Linked DNA regions of Mus musculus: region 2 is linked to region 1. A link is a contact called in public promoter capture Hi-C data. All regions are on one chromosome and are shown on one strand. Each heading gives the region's core, a stretch centred on a gene start, on an enhancer-like site or on the middle of the called end of the contact. The rest is flanking DNA. Distances are from core to core; before and after follow the strand shown. Region 1 holds the start of Tmem25 (transmembrane protein 25). Region 2 holds the start of Phldb1 (pleckstrin homology like domain, family B, member 1).

The links. Capture Hi-C pulls out chosen DNA fragments and counts their contacts.
Region 2: a contact with region 1 is called in a promoter capture Hi-C map of adipose tissue. The contact joins the promoter of Phldb1 here to the promoter of Tmem25 in region 1. A contact is called at or near these places in 6 of 39 promoter capture datasets (embryonic stem cells, hippocampal neurons, liver and 3 more), 1 of 15 datasets of contacts at CTCF or cohesin (CD8 T cells), 8 of 484 Hi-C or Micro-C datasets (CD4 T cells, bone marrow, embryonic stem cells and 4 more), 6 of 115 datasets of contacts at active chromatin or transcription factors (the SCID.adh cell line, bone marrow-derived macrophages, effector CD8 T cells and 2 more) and 4 of 9 other capture datasets (adipose tissue, embryonic stem cells, liver and 1 more).

Annotation. Positions count from the first base shown.
Region 1 is chr9:44,795,264-44,803,190 of GRCm38.p6, reverse strand. Tmem25 (transmembrane protein 25) reads left to right here and starts at 3,944. Exons shown (of 8, transcript NM_001357385.1): 1 at 3,944-4,527; 2 at 4,759-5,070; 3 at 6,577-6,867; 4 at 7,064-7,195; 5 at 7,479-7,509; 6 at 7,681-7,781; 7 at 7,914-7,927. The coding sequence starts at 4,458. It overlaps Ttc36 (tetratricopeptide repeat domain 36), which reads left to right and starts at 240. Exons shown (of 3, transcript NM_138951.1): 1 at 240-480; 2 at 1,409-1,597; 3 at 3,458-3,791. The coding sequence starts at 372. The coding sequence ends at 3,720.
Region 2 is chr9:44,730,666-44,738,592 of GRCm38.p6, reverse strand. Phldb1 (pleckstrin homology like domain, family B, member 1) reads left to right here and starts at 3,395. Exons shown (of 22, transcript NM_153537.4): 1 at 3,395-3,468. It overlaps Gm24166 (a small nucleolar RNA gene), which reads left to right and starts at 1,646; the gene lies at 1,646-1,780.

The sequences.
Region 1 (7,927 bases), core at 2,695-5,194:
GAGGTTCTGGGTAGAAGGGCTGTGTTACTGTTTGCCTAACTCGTTTAATAGGAGGTTAAGTAGTGATCTTTAAACAGACTTTAATAAAGTGAAAGCATAATTTCCATCTCTGCTCCACCTTAAAGCTGAAACAGGATTTGTTTATTCTGTGTTGGGGGTGGGGGTGCGGTTGGGAAATACTGAAAAACCACCCTGCCAGGTCAGTAACCCTGGCCACTGAGGCTGGACTAAGGATTGGAAGGCACACCTCTGTACCTGAGGCGGTCCCCAAACAGAACCTCCTCCGTTCACAGCATCTGCCAGCTGGAGGCTCTACCCTGTCCCCACCATCTTCCTTCACCCACTGAGTTACCACTTGGGCCCTAGGAGCCATGGGGACTCCAAATGATCAGGCAGTGTTGCAGGCCATCTTCAACCCTGATACCCCCTTTGGAGATGTTGTTGGATTGGACCTGGAAGAAGCAGAGGAGGGAGATGAAGGTGAGCCTTTGACATTGGTGTCTACCCCTCCATAGGCTGCCTGGCAGGCCCCTGAGATTTCCTACAGGACATGGTGAGGCCGGAACCCTCGTTCTACCCTTGCAGGTTATTTCAGAGACTGGAGTCTGAGAGGTCCTCTGAATTTCAAAGTGTGGGTCAGGTGTTGGCAGGGGTGAATCTCCCAAGAGAAAGCCAGAGTTTCTCTCTGTCATTCAGTCCCATACCTCTAAGCCTACAACTAAAAATCTTCCATGATCCAAGCTTATCTGTGCTGGCTTAAGTCAACCCCTGAAATATTTGACATTTTGAACATCACACCCACCCTCTCCACAGCAAGGATGGAAGGCAAACAGGGCGGGATGGTGGCTTGGTTGGCCCATCCTGACAGCAGGCAGAGCTTCATTTGTTACACATTGTTATAAGCTAGACATGGAGCTAGCTCTTCCAGGGGAACAGCATGGCCCATTGCCTAATAATGATGTCTGGGGGGCTTTGTTTCTGCAGGAGGTAAGCCTTAGCTGCACTGAAGCTTTAGAGTGAGAAACTGAAAAACATCTAGAGTCATTTTCATGACCTGGGATGGGTTTGGTGGCCTTTGTGTCCGAGTATGTAAAGCAAAACGAGAAGAAGCCAAAAAGCTGAAGAACCGGGTTCAGATCTAAGCGCCACACCCTGGGCCTGTGGTCTAGAGCGAGTCACCACTGAACAAGTTGTTGAGCTTCTCTTAGCCAAGGAGAACCACCCAGTGCCTCTTTCTCAGGTCTTTTAGCAATGTTAGAATTCGGTTTTACTGACCTCAGCTACTATCCCTGACTCTGCACCCACACCCACACCTGGTCAGCTCATTTGGGGGTCAGAATGCCAAAGTCCAAGGTGACTTTCCGTTTTCTTCCCTACCATACACATGCCTGTTTCTCCCCTGGTGCAGATGGAGTTTTCCCTCAAGCACAGTTGGAGCACTCCAAGGCCCTGGAGTTGCAGGGAGTGAGGGCGGCAGAAGCTGGAGACCTCCACACAGCACTGGAGAAGTTTGGCCAAGCCATTAGCCTGCTACCTGACAGAGCCTCTGCCTACAACAACCGAGCCCAAGCCCGGCGGCTCCAGGGGGATGTAGCAGGTGAGGGGAAAACACCAGAGATCCTCCACAGAAAGGACCCCTCCCATGAAGGGCAGAGATGAGTTGGTTGTGGGTGGAGAGCAGAGAAACAGAGACACTAAACTCCCTGACATCTATGTTCTTACCTATAAAATTCAAGACAGTATGGGTTCTGCTAGCTTCATGAGACTATATGAGAATCAAGAGGCTGCATTCTGCTCATGGACTTAATAAAAGCCTTCTAGGCAGCAGTAGGCTTGAAGAGCAGGGCATGAGGATAAAATGTTTGTCTAGCAGTTACTGGGAACTAGGCATTATGCACACCACAAGGTTGTAGTAACAATCCTTATGACCCCCCACCCCAGAGGGTATGTATTGTCATTTCATCATAAAGTCGAAGAAAAGGAAGAATACAGAGGTTGAGTAGCTTCCTCGTCATCCTCCAGCCAAGAAGTGGCTGAGCTAGAATAGGAACCCAGGTGGCAGGGCTCTAAAAACCATGAGACTACTCTCCAGGGGGCTCATCATTAGGTAACAGCAGGCAAATCTGAGAGGAAGCGGCATGGGGACCTGTTCCTGAAGGGCAAGTTCTGAAAGATGAGCAATGTGTCAATTCAGACGCCAGGGGCCTAGAGAGAATGCATCCATCCGTCTGGGAAGCTTGCACTCTCCAGGGTGGAGCGGGCCCCAGGGATGGGTGGAAAGCTGAGCCCTGCGGAGGTGGACCGAGATCCAGGAGTGACAAACTACAAGTGTCAGATGAGAAGGTGGTTGTCACTCAGGGATTTGGCCTGGGCAGGGAAGGTATCTGGATCAAACCTGGTGTATTCAGTTTCTGTAGCTGGAATGGGGATCATAGGATAGAGGGAATAGGACTAGGAGTTGGAGACCAGGCCATAGGTAAGACTAGCTGGTGGGGTGTTCCTAGAACCTAAACTGGAGAATTTGGACCTCATCCTAATGACAGGAGGCTTGTCTGCCATAGGTTGTTGTTGACAACCTACAGATGGAAAGCCTGGAGATGCAGAGGTAACTCCACTTGTAGAGGCTTGGATTCCTGCAGACTAGCTGTGAAGAGGGAAACTGAGCTGGTCCCAGAGCTGCTCAGTCTGCAGTCCCAACCTGGACCTCTGAGGGAAACTCAGCCTTTCTCCACGATGGTGCTGAGCAATGCAAGGGCCCTGGCAGCCTCTTTAGGAAACTGGAGACTATGAATAGAGGCAGGGTCCAAAGAAAGCAGCCCGTGGACCTAACAGAAACCCTAAGCTGGCTGCCTGAGGTTCCGGGATGAGTTCTGAAACTCAATCCAAGTACGTTCCTCTGAGAATCACGAAAATAAAACAGTGCAGCCAGCTCTGGCTCCACGACCTTCTTCCAATGAAATAAGATACAGAGTAATGAAGACCGTGGAGATAATGAAGGAGAAAAATGGGGAACGTGCCGCTTTCGTAGTCTGCATTGGAAAAGAGGAAACAGTTCTGTTAGCTAATGAGATTTCTTGAACTCTAGGGTTCAAAGTGGGCCACCAAACACACAGTAGGTGCTAGGCTCCACTTGTGTGAACTACGACTATTTGATAATTGATGGATTCACTAACACAGTGGCCAGATCCTCTAGAAAACATTCACGTTTGGGTGCATTAATGTTAGGACATACCAGGAACAAGGCCAAGGAGAGCCTTGGACTTTGATCTCAGCTCTGCCCGTGGGCGGCCCACAAGCCAATTGTAGCAACCCTTCATCTCGGGTTAGAAATAATCCCTCGTGGTTCAAAAGTCTGCTGCACGAAGGAGGGGATGGGCTGCTCTGCTCGGCAGGTGGGCGGGGGCTCGGTTGCCCACACCCGGCTGACCTGCGCCGCCCTCTCCCTGTCCGCCCGCAGGCGCCCTGGAGGACTTGGAGCGCGCGGTGACATTGAGCGGCGGCCGGGGTCGCGCCGCCCGCCAGAGCTTCGTGCAGAGCGGGCTACTGGCGAGATTTCAGGGCCGGGACGACGACGCCCGCAGGGACTTCGAGAAGGCTGCGCGACTGGGCAGCCCGTTCGCACGGCGCCAGCTAGTGCTGCTCAACCCGTACGCCGCGCTGTGCAACCGCATGCTGGCCGACATGATGGGGCAGCTGCGCGCGCCCAGCAACGGGCGCTGAGCGTGGCCGGCCGAATGATGGAGAGGGGGACCCTGACCCAACCAGGACCCAATAAAACTTCCGGGACTCTCGGACTGCGTCTGCTCTGTGTCCGCCTGCTTACTAACCAGCCTCACGGTGGAGGCCTTGGCGGGGGTAGGGAGGAGGCGGGACAGGGCGGGGCTGGAACGGCCACCTGCCCTTGCTCGGGCAGCGATTGGTCCTGCCTGGCGCGGGCCCCGCCCTTGCAGCGGACTGCGGTGCTCAGCCTTCTTGAGCAATTGCTGGGGCTCACTCTGGGAGGGAGCCAGGTGAGCTGACCCGAAAGCAGGATGCTCCAGCGACCCTCGGATCCGCGACGCTCTCTTGCTAGGCCCAAGTCCACCTGAGCAGCCGAGATTGGAAAAGCGGTGCATGGCGAGATATGGGAGGGAGAGCCAAGGCCAGCGAGGAGTGAACCGGGTCAAGAGAAGGACGATCGTTTGGGGGGGAAGGGGAAGGGCGCCTGTGCATGTCTGTCTGTCTGTCTGTCTGTCTGTGGTCATCTACTGTCAGTGCTGGCCTCTATGCCCGCACAGAGACGAAGTGTTGCCATAGGGTCTCTTCCTTTGGGTCTTGCTGATTGTGTCTATTTGTGCCGGTGTCTTGGCCACTGTGGGCCAGTCTACATCAGTGCATGGTAAATTATTGCAGGAATTGTTAGGCCTACATGGCTGGTACTCTTCTCTCAGCAGCCTGGAGGCCGGTCCCTGATCACCATGGAATTGCCTCTAAGCCAAGCTACCCTCCGGCACACACTGCTGCTCCTTCCTGCCCTCTTAAGTTCAGGTATACCCCAGTTCATCCTTTGGCCAAACCCTCCTTGCTTGCATCTCCTCTCACGATACCCACTCCAGTCTCCAGGGCTGGGTTCCCCTATCCCTACTTCCCTACCATAAGTCTATGCAGATCCTGGTCAGAGAAACCAGCTGCCCTGTCTCTTGGCCTGCTGCCTCTCTGTAACTGAACCTCACTGTGGTCTCTCCAAGTGCCTCCCAGCGGCTGCCTGCTGTGTTCCAGGTCAAGGGGAGCTGGCGCCGCAAATTGATGGTCAGACCTGGGCTGAGAGAGCGCTTAGGGAGAATGAGCACCATGCCTTCACCTGTCGGGTTGCAGGAGGTTCTGCCACTCCCCGATTAGCCTGGTACCTGGATGGACAGCTACAGGAGGCCACCACCTCCCGACTGCTGAGTGTGGGTGGGGACGCCTTCTCTGGAGGAACCAGCACTTTCACTGTTACTGCCCAGCGCTCCCAACATGAGCTTAACTGCTCCCTGCAGGACCCAGGGAGTGGCCGGCCAGCCAATGCCTCTGTCATCCTCAATGTGCAATGTAAGTATCCCTGAGACAGTCTTACTACATTGCCTAGGCTGGACTCAAACTTGCCAATCCCCTGCCTCGGCCTCTAGAGTGCTGAGATTACTCATACGCATGACACATTTAGCTTTAACAGGACATTCATAAACACGATATGAGAGAATTTCTATTTTCATCCCTATTTTACAAATGAGAAATTGAGGCACAAGTTAAGCAGCTGCCCAACATTTTGAGATTTAATTGCCCAACAATTAAGAAGTAGGTCCAGGATGCAAATTTAGACCTTTGTCTGGCTCTCTACTCTTTTTATTTTTATGCTTTGAGACTTTTTCCAGGGGTGACTTTGAGCTTCTGATCTTCTTGCTTCTGCCTCCCCAGTGCAGAGACCATAGGGTATGTGGTATGAGGACCGAACCCAGGACCTTTCTCATGATCGGCAAGCACTCTACCAACTGAGCTATATTCCCAGCCCAGGTTTTAAAATTTTAGACAGTCTTACTATTTATCCAAGAGCAGCCCCAAACTGGAAATCCCCCTGCCTCTGCTTCCACTGAGCCACATCCCCAGTAGTTTTCTATTCTTTTTTCTTATTCTGGTTTTTCAAGACAGGGTTTCTCTATATAAAAGTCCTGACTGCCCTGGAAATTTTGTGAACCTAGAAGCTTTGTAGACCTTGAACTCACAGAGATCCTCCTGCCTGTGCCTCCTGAGCAGCACTGGAATTAAAAATGTGTACCATCGCCGGGTGTGGTGGTGCATGCCTTTAATCCCAGTACTCGGGAGGCAGAGGCAGGCGGATTTCTGAGTTCGAGGCCAGCATGGTCTACAAAGTGAGATTCAGGACAGCCAGGGCTACACAAAGAAACCCTGTCTCGAAAAACCAAAACCAAACCAAACCAAACCAAAACAGTGTACCATCACTGCCTGGCAAAACCTTATATATAGATATAGATATATAGATTAATGTAGGAGTGTTCTGTCTGCATGTACATCTGCATGCCAGAGGAGGGCATCAGATCTCTTTATAGATGGTCATGAGCCACCATGTAGTTACTGGGAATTGAACTCAGAACCAGTCAGTTTAACTCAGGAGCAGTCAGTGTTCTTAACTGCTGAGCCATCTCACCAGCCCATGGCTGTCTACTCTTTTTCTTTTCTTTCTTTCTTTTTTTAAGATTTATTTACTTATTATATGTAAGTACGCTGTAGCTGTCTCCAGATGCAGCAGAAGAGGGCGTCAGATCTCATCACGGGTGGTCATGAGCCACCATGTGGTTGCTGGGAATTGAACTCAGGACCTTCGGGAGAGCAGTCAGTGCTCCTTACCCTCTGAGCCATCTCTCCAGCCTGGCTGTTTACTCTCAATCACTGTGAATTGATGCTGTACCAGCAGACCCTGCTACCTGTTCCTTAATGTTCTTTCTGAGAGAGGCTCAGACCCTTTCTCCCATCCATATTTGGGAAGATAGGGCCAGAGTAGAGGGTTGTAATGAAAGCAGATTATTCTCTGCTCTGCTCTAGTCAAACCAGAGATTGCCCAGGTTGGAGCCAAATACCAGGAAGCTCAGGGCCCAGGCCTTCTGGTTGTCCTGTTTGCCCTGGTGCGGGCCAACCCACCTGCCAATGTCACCTGGATTGACCAGGATGGGCCAGTGACTGTCAATGCCTCTGACTTCCTGGTGCTGGATGCTCAGAACTATCCCTGGCTCACCAACCACACTGTGCAGCTGCAGCTCCGGAGCTTGGCACACAACCTCTCGGTGGTGGCCACCAATGACGTGGGTGTCACTAGCGCTTCCCTTCCAGCTCCAGGTGAGCAACTAACATGGCAGACCCTCAGGTGGGTGCAGGGGTCCTGGAATGGAAAGGGAAGACTGGTTGCCCTGTGGGTAGATCCTGTGAATGAGTTATCCCCAGCCACCCTGGGCAAGGATAGAGAAGTTGGACATGTGGCATGTCAGGGTCAGGGTATTGCTCATGTGGAAACTAACAAGAGGACAATCTGCAGGGCTCCTGGCCACACGGATAGAAGTGCCACTGCTGGGCATCGTTGTGGCTGGAGGACTTGCCTTGGGCACTCTAGTGGGGTTCAGTACCTTGGTGGCCTGCCTGGTCTGCAGGAAAGAGAAGAAAACAAAAGGTAGGGCCAGAGGCAGTGGAGGTCAAGGGTGGAGAAGAGTATCAGTGAAGTTGGAGGGTGAGCGGCAGAGGTGCAGGCAGAGGTGGGCAGGGAGAGGCCATGGGCGAGACTGCATGCCTTGCAGGAAGCAGGGACGGGCGCTGGAAAGTGATCTCGGGTCCCAGGGCCAAGACTGGGTATTTGAAAGACTCTTAGCTCAGTGGTCTTGAGTCTGAAAGGGCAGGGGACAGAGCCCAGGATGGGAGGTCACACTGACTCTGTGACATGGTTTCTTTGTCCTCAGGCCCCTCCCGGCGTCCTTCTCTGATATCTAGGTAATGTTTCCTGGGGCTGGGCAGATGGGCCAAACTAAAGTACAAATCACTGAATTTTAAAGTAAAGGACAGTTGGCAACCTGGGATTTCTAGGAGGTCTGGCTTGAGCCTCAAAGCAGACTACCTATCTGCTGGTACCAGGGTCTATGTTAGCTTTTGTCTATCCCGTAGTGACTCCAATAACCTGAAACTGAATAATGTGCGCCTGCCACGGGAGAACATGTCCCTCCCATCCAACCTTCAGCTCAATGACCTCACTCCAGATCTCAGAGGTACCCAGACCAGTTCTCTGCCTGTGCTGAATGCTCAGAACTTTTAAGAAAGAGACACCCCGGTTCTTAGGAGGAGACAAGTCCCACTAGACAAAACCCTGTCCTGGGCACCACTCCATTTGTCACCCACAGGGAAAGCAACAGAG
Region 2 (7,927 bases), core at 2,146-4,645, 64 kb after region 1:
TTACATGTAAGTACACTGTAGTCTTCAGACGCACCAGAAGAGGGCGTCAGATCTCATTATGGGTGGTTGTGAGCCACCATGTGGTTGCTGGGATTTGAACTTCAGACCTTCGGAAGAGCAGTCGGTGCTCTTAACCACTGAGCCATCTCACCAGCCCACCAAGCAACTCTTATTAAGGACATTTAACTGGAGCTGGTTCACAGGTTCAGAGGTCCATTAATCAAGATGGCAGAAAACACCGTAGCATCCAGGCAGACAGTGCTGGAGAAGGAGCCAAGAATTATACATCTTGATCCAAATCAGTCAGGACAAAACTGACTTCCAGGCTGCTAGGAGGAAGGTATCTAAGCCCACCCCCCACAGTGACACACTTCCAACAAGGCCACACCCTCCTAATAGTGCCTCTCTCTGGGGCAACCACCACACCACCAAAGTCCAGTTTAGTTAACCAATGAGTTTTACTGGGGTTACTTTATTTTATTTTTGTAGTTACTTTTGGGTGATAGGTTAATTACAGGAGTAGAAATGACTCAAAGATGGATGTATCACAAGGCCACCCCAGCTTGAGAGCTCACTGAGCTGGGAACTCGTAGCCCAATACTGAGCATGCATGCTGCTCAGCAGGCTGGAGAGCAGCTTTTCTAAATGATTCGGTTGGCTTAAACCTCTTCCAGGCAGCTGTTGTGGTCTGGTTTGAAGCTCAGCCTGTCTGAGATGCACTCTTGGCTTTTTTATTCCTTACTCTGGCAGGGAGGGACCTAGAGAATCTGGTCAGTTTCAGGGACTTCCTGGAGCTATTTTGAGTTGTTTACCTTCCTTAAGGAACTTCCCTGCAGGAAAGAATGTTTCAATCTTGAGGAAACTATTACACAACCAGAGGGATCCTTTCTGGGAGAGGGAGTAGACTACAGCGGCTGCTGGCCAAATGAGTACCGTTCACCCTCTTCTGGAGCCAGAGGGAGCACAATTTGAGAAGAGGGACCAAATGGGAGGTGTGCCAAGGGAAAGGCAGGAGGAGTGTGGAAACCCACTCTTGACAGCCACAGCTAAGTGCAGAAGGCTTTGAAGAACTCACCCTTCTTTCCACACCCAGCCTCTGCCCTCTCCCCCTGCTTCCATTTCGGAAAGTCTGAAGCTTGCTTGGAAAGCTGGTTGGTCTCTGCTTTCTTCTCTTCCTCCCACTTTGCGCTCGGAGCCGAGCTCCCAGCTGCTCGACCTCTTGCATAACTGTGAGAGAGCACTGGGCTTCTTGATGGGCTCCAGATGTGGAGTGGGATGAGGGTGGAGGGGTGGGGGCAGAAGGTCTTTAGTCCCCTGAGTGCTCTAACTGTGGGAACACAGAGGCTGGACACAGCAGGAGATAGGACAAATTTCATAGAGCCTTGATCATAGTGTCAGCTGGACAGTGAGACACTGAGAAAAAATTAGGTGCTATTTTAGAGCCCCCTGCCTCAGCGTCGTCACCTGCCTCTGGCGGGTTTAATGATTGCCTGACCAAGTTAGTCAGCAGCCACCCGAGGTTAAGAAAAAGATGGAAGAATTTGAGATCCCCCTAATCAGAACCCCTCTCCAAATGCTAAATTTGCAACAAGATGATTTTGTTTTGCTTTCTCTTTTTGTTCAAAAAACCAAAAACAAAAACAAAATGGCCCTGAATCAAGGCTGCAGTTTACTGAAGCTGTTGGTTTCAAGCAGGAGCCTAAAGAAATATCTTTCTGTGGTCTGTTGGCCATTGCAGAAATTGTAAGTCTTATGGTCAATTCATTAGAAAGAAACATCTGGAAGAAAAAAGAAAAAAAAAAAAACCAAAAAACCACCACCAACAACAACACACTAGAGCAGCATGAAAAATACTGTTGTGATTGACATATGCCTCAGGAAGGTTGGCCAGAGCTGAAATTGTTCCTTGAGCCTCAAATGATACGAAGAGAGGTAAAAAGAAGCTGCTTATATCTTGGGACTTTCTGGTGACCACAGTGCACTTGTCACCTCTGTTAGCTAGAGGAGGTGGCAGGTAGGACTCCTTCTCCTCCTCCCTCTTGTTCATTGCTCCACAGTCTCAGGTTTAATCGCCAGCTGTGGATGCCCCCTACTAATGCTAGTTCTGTCAATGAGTGACCAAATTCCTGCAGTTCAGTCTCCTGCCATTCCTGAGAGAGAGAGAGAGAGAGAGAGAGAGAGAGAGAGAGAGAGAACACAGAACAAAAGCCACTGGAACAGAACTGGGTTTGTCCATTCCAAAGAGGACTTTCATTTTAAATTTTCTCCAACCCATCCCATCTGGACCTTAAGCCAGACTTGGGGGCTTCCTGCTTGTTCCTTCACTGAGGAAAAGCCTCTGCCAATCCTTTAGTGCAGGTTAAAGAGGCCCAGTCTAGTCTGAGTTCAGCTCCCATGAGGCCTCCCAGCCGTCTCCTGGGGCAAGAGCAGGCTTTGCAAGGTGCGGCTACACTGTCAGCTTGGATTTCGGGGTGCGGGTTGGACTGCTGAATGACTTCGCCAGGCTGGGCTTATAGACTGCCCCCCTCCCTCTTTTCTTCCTCAAACTCCCACTCTTCAGCCAACCTGGTGTCTTTCTACCCTGCCTCCAGCTCCAGCTGCAACCCAACAATTCTTTAGTGGAGGTGAATGGACAGAGGCAAAAAGGCCGGCTCCATTCAGCTTTCCTGGGTCCTGTGGTTTGCACCACACTTTTTTGTTTGTTTTTGTTTTTTGAGACAGGGTTTCTCTTGTGTAGCCCTGGCTGTCCTTGAACTCATTCTGAGACCAGTCTGGTCTCGAACTCACAGAGATCCACCTGCCTCTGCCTCCCGAGTGCTGGGAAAAAGACCACCATCATTTGGCTTACAGCACACTTTCAACGGACCTTGCCTTCACGTTCATTTCTGAAGCATGGTGTGCAATTATTAAATCGACAACTCTCTATGGTGGGGCTTGGAACAGCAAAGGGTAGGGGCTGACCTGGGTGCCCTCAGTTGATGTTCTGAAAGGAAATTGAGCATCTGTGGTAGGGCTGCGCTAGGACTCATGGGGAGTCAGGGGACGATTCAGGCATCTTGGGTAGGCGGAGGTAAATAAAGAAGTGCTTCGAGGCCCAGAGTGGAGGGTGGTCTAGGAGGGTCGGAAGGGGAGGGTGAGAGGAGAGTTTGCACGGTGGTGGCCCTGGTGGTGGTGGTGGAAAGCCCAGCTGTACAGATGAACAAAGCGGGCGCTGTGCAAGCGGGGGAGGTGCTGCTGTGGGAAAAGCTGGGTGGGGGCCTTGGGCTCCAGCACCACAAGGGCGTCTTCTCTAGCTGGCCAGGCGGACAGGACGGGATGGGGGCGGGGACTCAGGGAAGCGGGGCGGGACAGTCTCCCTCTCCTCCTACTCAGCTGGCTCCAGGGGAAAAGCAACAGAGTCTTCGCCAGCCTGAGGCCGCCGCGGCCCACTTGGGCAAAGGGGCCGGTGTCCCCCCAACTCCCCACAAGGTAAGCGTGCCCCTCCCACTATGCCTCGGGGTTCCATTCGCCGTCTGGCTGAGTCTACAGAAGGGAAAGTCCCCGGGACCAGACGAGACCAGTCTGGCCCAGCGAACTGGGTAGAAAGGTGCGGAAAAAGGGGGCCATGCCAGGTGAGTGCGTTGGCGGAAGGGGCTTTGTGGGCCGCCCTCGGCGAACTGCTTGCTCTTGCCCTCCTGAGTCGTTGCCAGCGCCACCGCCAGAGGGGGCCCTGGTATTAAGTGGAGGAATTCCCCCCCCCCAAGTCTTGCGGGATCTAGATCCTCCTGTGGGCACCCCGATGGCCAGTATCCCACACTTGCAGTCTCGGGTTGGGTACGCGCGCGGGACCTTGTCTACAGCATCGCACATGGTTCCTCTCCACATCAGCAGGACCACAGGAAGGGGGATCCCCTAGGCGTCTCCGCTCTTGTCCTCGTTCCAGCTGCCTGGATGGACTCAAAAAGATGTGGAGTTCAACTCTGAGGCGTGGGAGGGAGTCAGGGAGGGATCCTGGGGTTTCCATGTCTAGGGTCTCCTGGGCACTTTTCCAGGACCCCCGTTATCTATGAGGGTCCCCGGCGACCTGGGATGACTGAGCCGTTGGCTCCCGCTCCGCCTCCGCGGTCTGGATCCAAAAACAGCGCGGAGTTCCCCAGCCGAGGTCGAGCGCCGTCATCGGACTCCCCCGGGATGGGGAAGCGAGGGTAGGCGGCTGGGTGGGGTCGTGGGGCGCGGGGTTGCCCTGGCGCCGCGGACGCTTCCGCCCAGGCCAGCGCAGCGGGGATTTGGCTCGCGACTGCGCGGCCCGGCGGGGGACCCAGTGAGCCGGGGTGGGGCTGCATTCTGGGCCCGTTAGCTCAGCGGTCCCGGAGGCTCCCGGAGACTGACTCATCGCACTTCGGGCTCACTCCACAGCGGTCACACAAACAGAACTGGCCACTAACACGGGCGTCCGCACAGCTCCCACGCACAGCATCCCACGCCTCACCTCCGCGCACCCGCAAGACACGTCACACCGACAGTCCAGTGTCACCCCACGGGTGCACACGTGAATCCTCACATGGGCCTCGACTTCACACACTTAGTCCGCTTCACACCACGCACTCCACGCGCTGGGAAGGGTCGCCCGGGAAGACTGCTCCACTCACGCAACCTCCCCGCACGCACGCACCTCCCTCCACATGCCAGCCCCCTTCCTGCAGCTGCGAGGCCGCCCCCTTTCCCTGCTGTGCAAACAAGCGACTTTTTCTCTCTCTGCCCTGCTGAAGAAAGGCCGCTTGTCCCCGGGGCCGGACGGGCGGGGCTGCCGCAGCAGGCGACCCAACACTGCTGCCTTGTCCCACCCGGTGGCCTGGGGAGGGCCGAGCCTCTGCTGTGGGGAGATCCACGAACCCTGCGGGTTTCCGAGAAGTGCACCTTTCCAGCGTCGCTCCCCAATACTCCTCCACCCCAACTACTCTTCCCAGCTCTGTCTACTCTGTCCCCAGACTGTGCAAGACTCTGTTCTCCCGCTGCTGGGGATTCCTCTTTTCCTAGCTGCCCTCCGGTTCCGTTCCCCGCTCCAAGGTGCTCTGAAGCGCCTGGTTTATCCTCTCCTATTTGGGGAATGTATGCTAAGTCTGCCCCCTCCCTCCCCATCACCACCACTCATGCTTCTTAGGGTTCCCTGGCCTTCCCTACAGTCTATTTTCCTAGTTCACTATCTCATCCCCAAAACTGCTGTTATTTTTTGAGACAAGGTCTCATGAAGCTCAGGCCGAGGCTGGCCTTGAGTGTCTGATATCCTGTCGCCACATCCGGAGTACAGGGAATTAGGTTTACAGGCATGTACCACCACACCCAGGCTCTCCTCACCAGCTTTCAGTATTTTCTCCTGACTTCACACTCTATTATCCCTGCACCTCGTCCTTTCTACAAACCCCCCTTTCTCTCTGCCTATTTTTATTTCTAATTTCTTCTCTACACGCCTGGCTTTGGACACTCCCCCTGCCTCTCCTGGGCATTCTGCCCGCCCGGCCTCAGTTTCCTTCCCGTCCTGACTCCTTCCTCTGCCGGTGGCCCTTCCTCGAGGGCGTATGTGAGCAGGGAAGACGAAAGAAAGTCATTGTGACCAGAAAGGCCTTGGCCTACTGCTCTGCATTGCCCCTCTAGAGCCACCATTTGACTCCTGTGAGACCCAGGTGAGGGAGGGGGACCTGGCATTTTGCTCCAAGGCTGGCTTTGGACCTTTCATCTTGGGCCCCTTGGGATCCCAAGGACTTTCTTCAGTGCTCACTGGTGTCAGGGCTGGTTGGCTCTTCCCAGAACTCCCTTCACCTTTGTTCAGGTGTTAAGACCCGGAGACAGGTGGTGTTGGCTGTTAGCACATTGGGGATGGGGCTAGGGTTACCTGTGTCAGACCCCAGTCCTTATGCTCTAGTGTATCTTTCCCTATGTTGATAATACAGGCACAGCCAGGCCCTTGCTACCTGACTAGCTGGCTAGGAGGTGCTTAGCTTTCTGCATCTGGGTGCAAGAGGGTTACAGAGAGGGCTAGGCCTGCTCTTCAGCAGTGGAAGCCACACCACAAGGCTTTTTTTTTGGCAACTGGGCATAGCTGAGTGGGTAATTAAAGCCCTGGATATAGATAGCCACTCAATGGGACCATAGCAAGCCAGCCAGTGGAGGGCGTCAGGGGACAGCACAGCTTCTCCAAGGGACATGGGATTAGGGTCAGAGAAGAGGCCACCTAGGCCACGGTGAGATCCCTCTATCAAAGCACCATCTGAGCCCAGGTCAGGTTGGTCTGGTGTCTTTTTCCTCTGCTGTGGGTTAGGTTTCTGAGCTGAGGCCATAGCCTCGTACCTTCCAATTGCTGTGCGGTTTCTTATCTTCTCTTTACACCTCTCTCCTTATCTCCACCTCTCATTTCACCTCCTTATTCCTGTCTAGCCTCTCCTTGAGTCACTCTTATTTCCTCGCTAACCTAATTTCTTTACAACCTTTATCTCCACTTGAATTTATTCTCTGTAAATAAGTAAGGGCTTCGCAGGTGACAGTGACAGTATGGCAGATAGGGAAACTGAGGCATAGACCCAAATGCCATCCACAGCTAATCATAGCTGCTGTTTTGAGATTGCTTTGTGGCTCATGGAATGTGATTTAGTGTCCTTCCCAGATCTTCAGATACACTTGAATTTAAAAATTTTTATTTGTATTTTATCTGTATGGTGTTTTGCCTGCATGTATGTTTGTGCATCCTGTATGTGTCTGGAGCCCAGTGAGTCCAGAAAAGGGTGAGGAATCCTTGAAACAGGAGTTACAAATGATTGTGAGCCACCGTGTGGATGCTGGGAACAGAATTCCTGTCTTTTGGAAGAGCAACAAGTGCTCTTGATGGAGAGTGACTTCTCCAAATCCTAGTCTCTCTTCACAGATTCTTTCTCTCTTTCTTTCTTTCTTTCTTTCTTTCTTTCTTTCTTTCTTTCTTTCTTTCTTCCTTCCTTCCTTCCTTCCTTCCTTCCTTCCTTTCTTTCTTTTTAAAAAGAATTATTTATTGTTATACGTAAGTACACTGTACTGTCTTCAGACACACCAGAAGAGGGTGTCAGATTTCTTTACGGATGGTTGTGAGCCACCACGTGGTTGCTGGGATTTGAACTCAGGACCTTCGGACCGTCGGAAGAGCAGTCAGTACTCTTTTTTTTTTTTTTTTTTTTTTTTTTTTTTCGAGACAGGGTTTTTCTGTATAGCCCTGGCTGTCCTGGAACTCACTCTGTAGACCAGGCTGGCCTCGAACTCAGAAATCCGCCTGCCTCTGCCTCCCAAGTGCTGGGATTAAAGGTGTGCACCACCACTGCTCAGTCTTTTCACAGACCGAGAATTAATCTGTATAGCATTAATCTGTATGGCATAAAATCAACCCAAATTAACTGTGCAATTACTTATAGCATATTTACAGAGCTATGTACCTATCATTGAAACTTAATTATAGAACATTCTTGTTTCGGGCTGGGACAATGGCTTAGCAGATAAAAATGAACGCTACTCAAGCATGAGGAACTGAGTTCAAATCCCCAGCACCCACGTCTTTAAGTTCAGAGCTGGGGGTGGGAAGGAGGCAGGAGGATTGCTGGGGTTTGATGGCCAACAGCCTAGTTCAGATTCAATGAGATAACCTTGACTCAAAAGAATAGCGGGGGGGGGGGTGCGGGGTACCTTACATCTGCCTCTGGCCTATGCACAAGTGTCTTAGACACAAGTATGTTTGTACATGACAAACCACCCCCCAAAGAACATTTCTGTTGCACACAGCTCAAACATCTTGTGCCTATTCACGGTCTATTTCTGTTCCACGCCTAGCCCCAGGCAAGTACTATTCTAGACAAGCCCTATTCTGACTAATTTTTCTTTAATTATTATTATTAAGGGTTTGTAGAAGATTGACTTGACAATGTGAGAAGTTTAA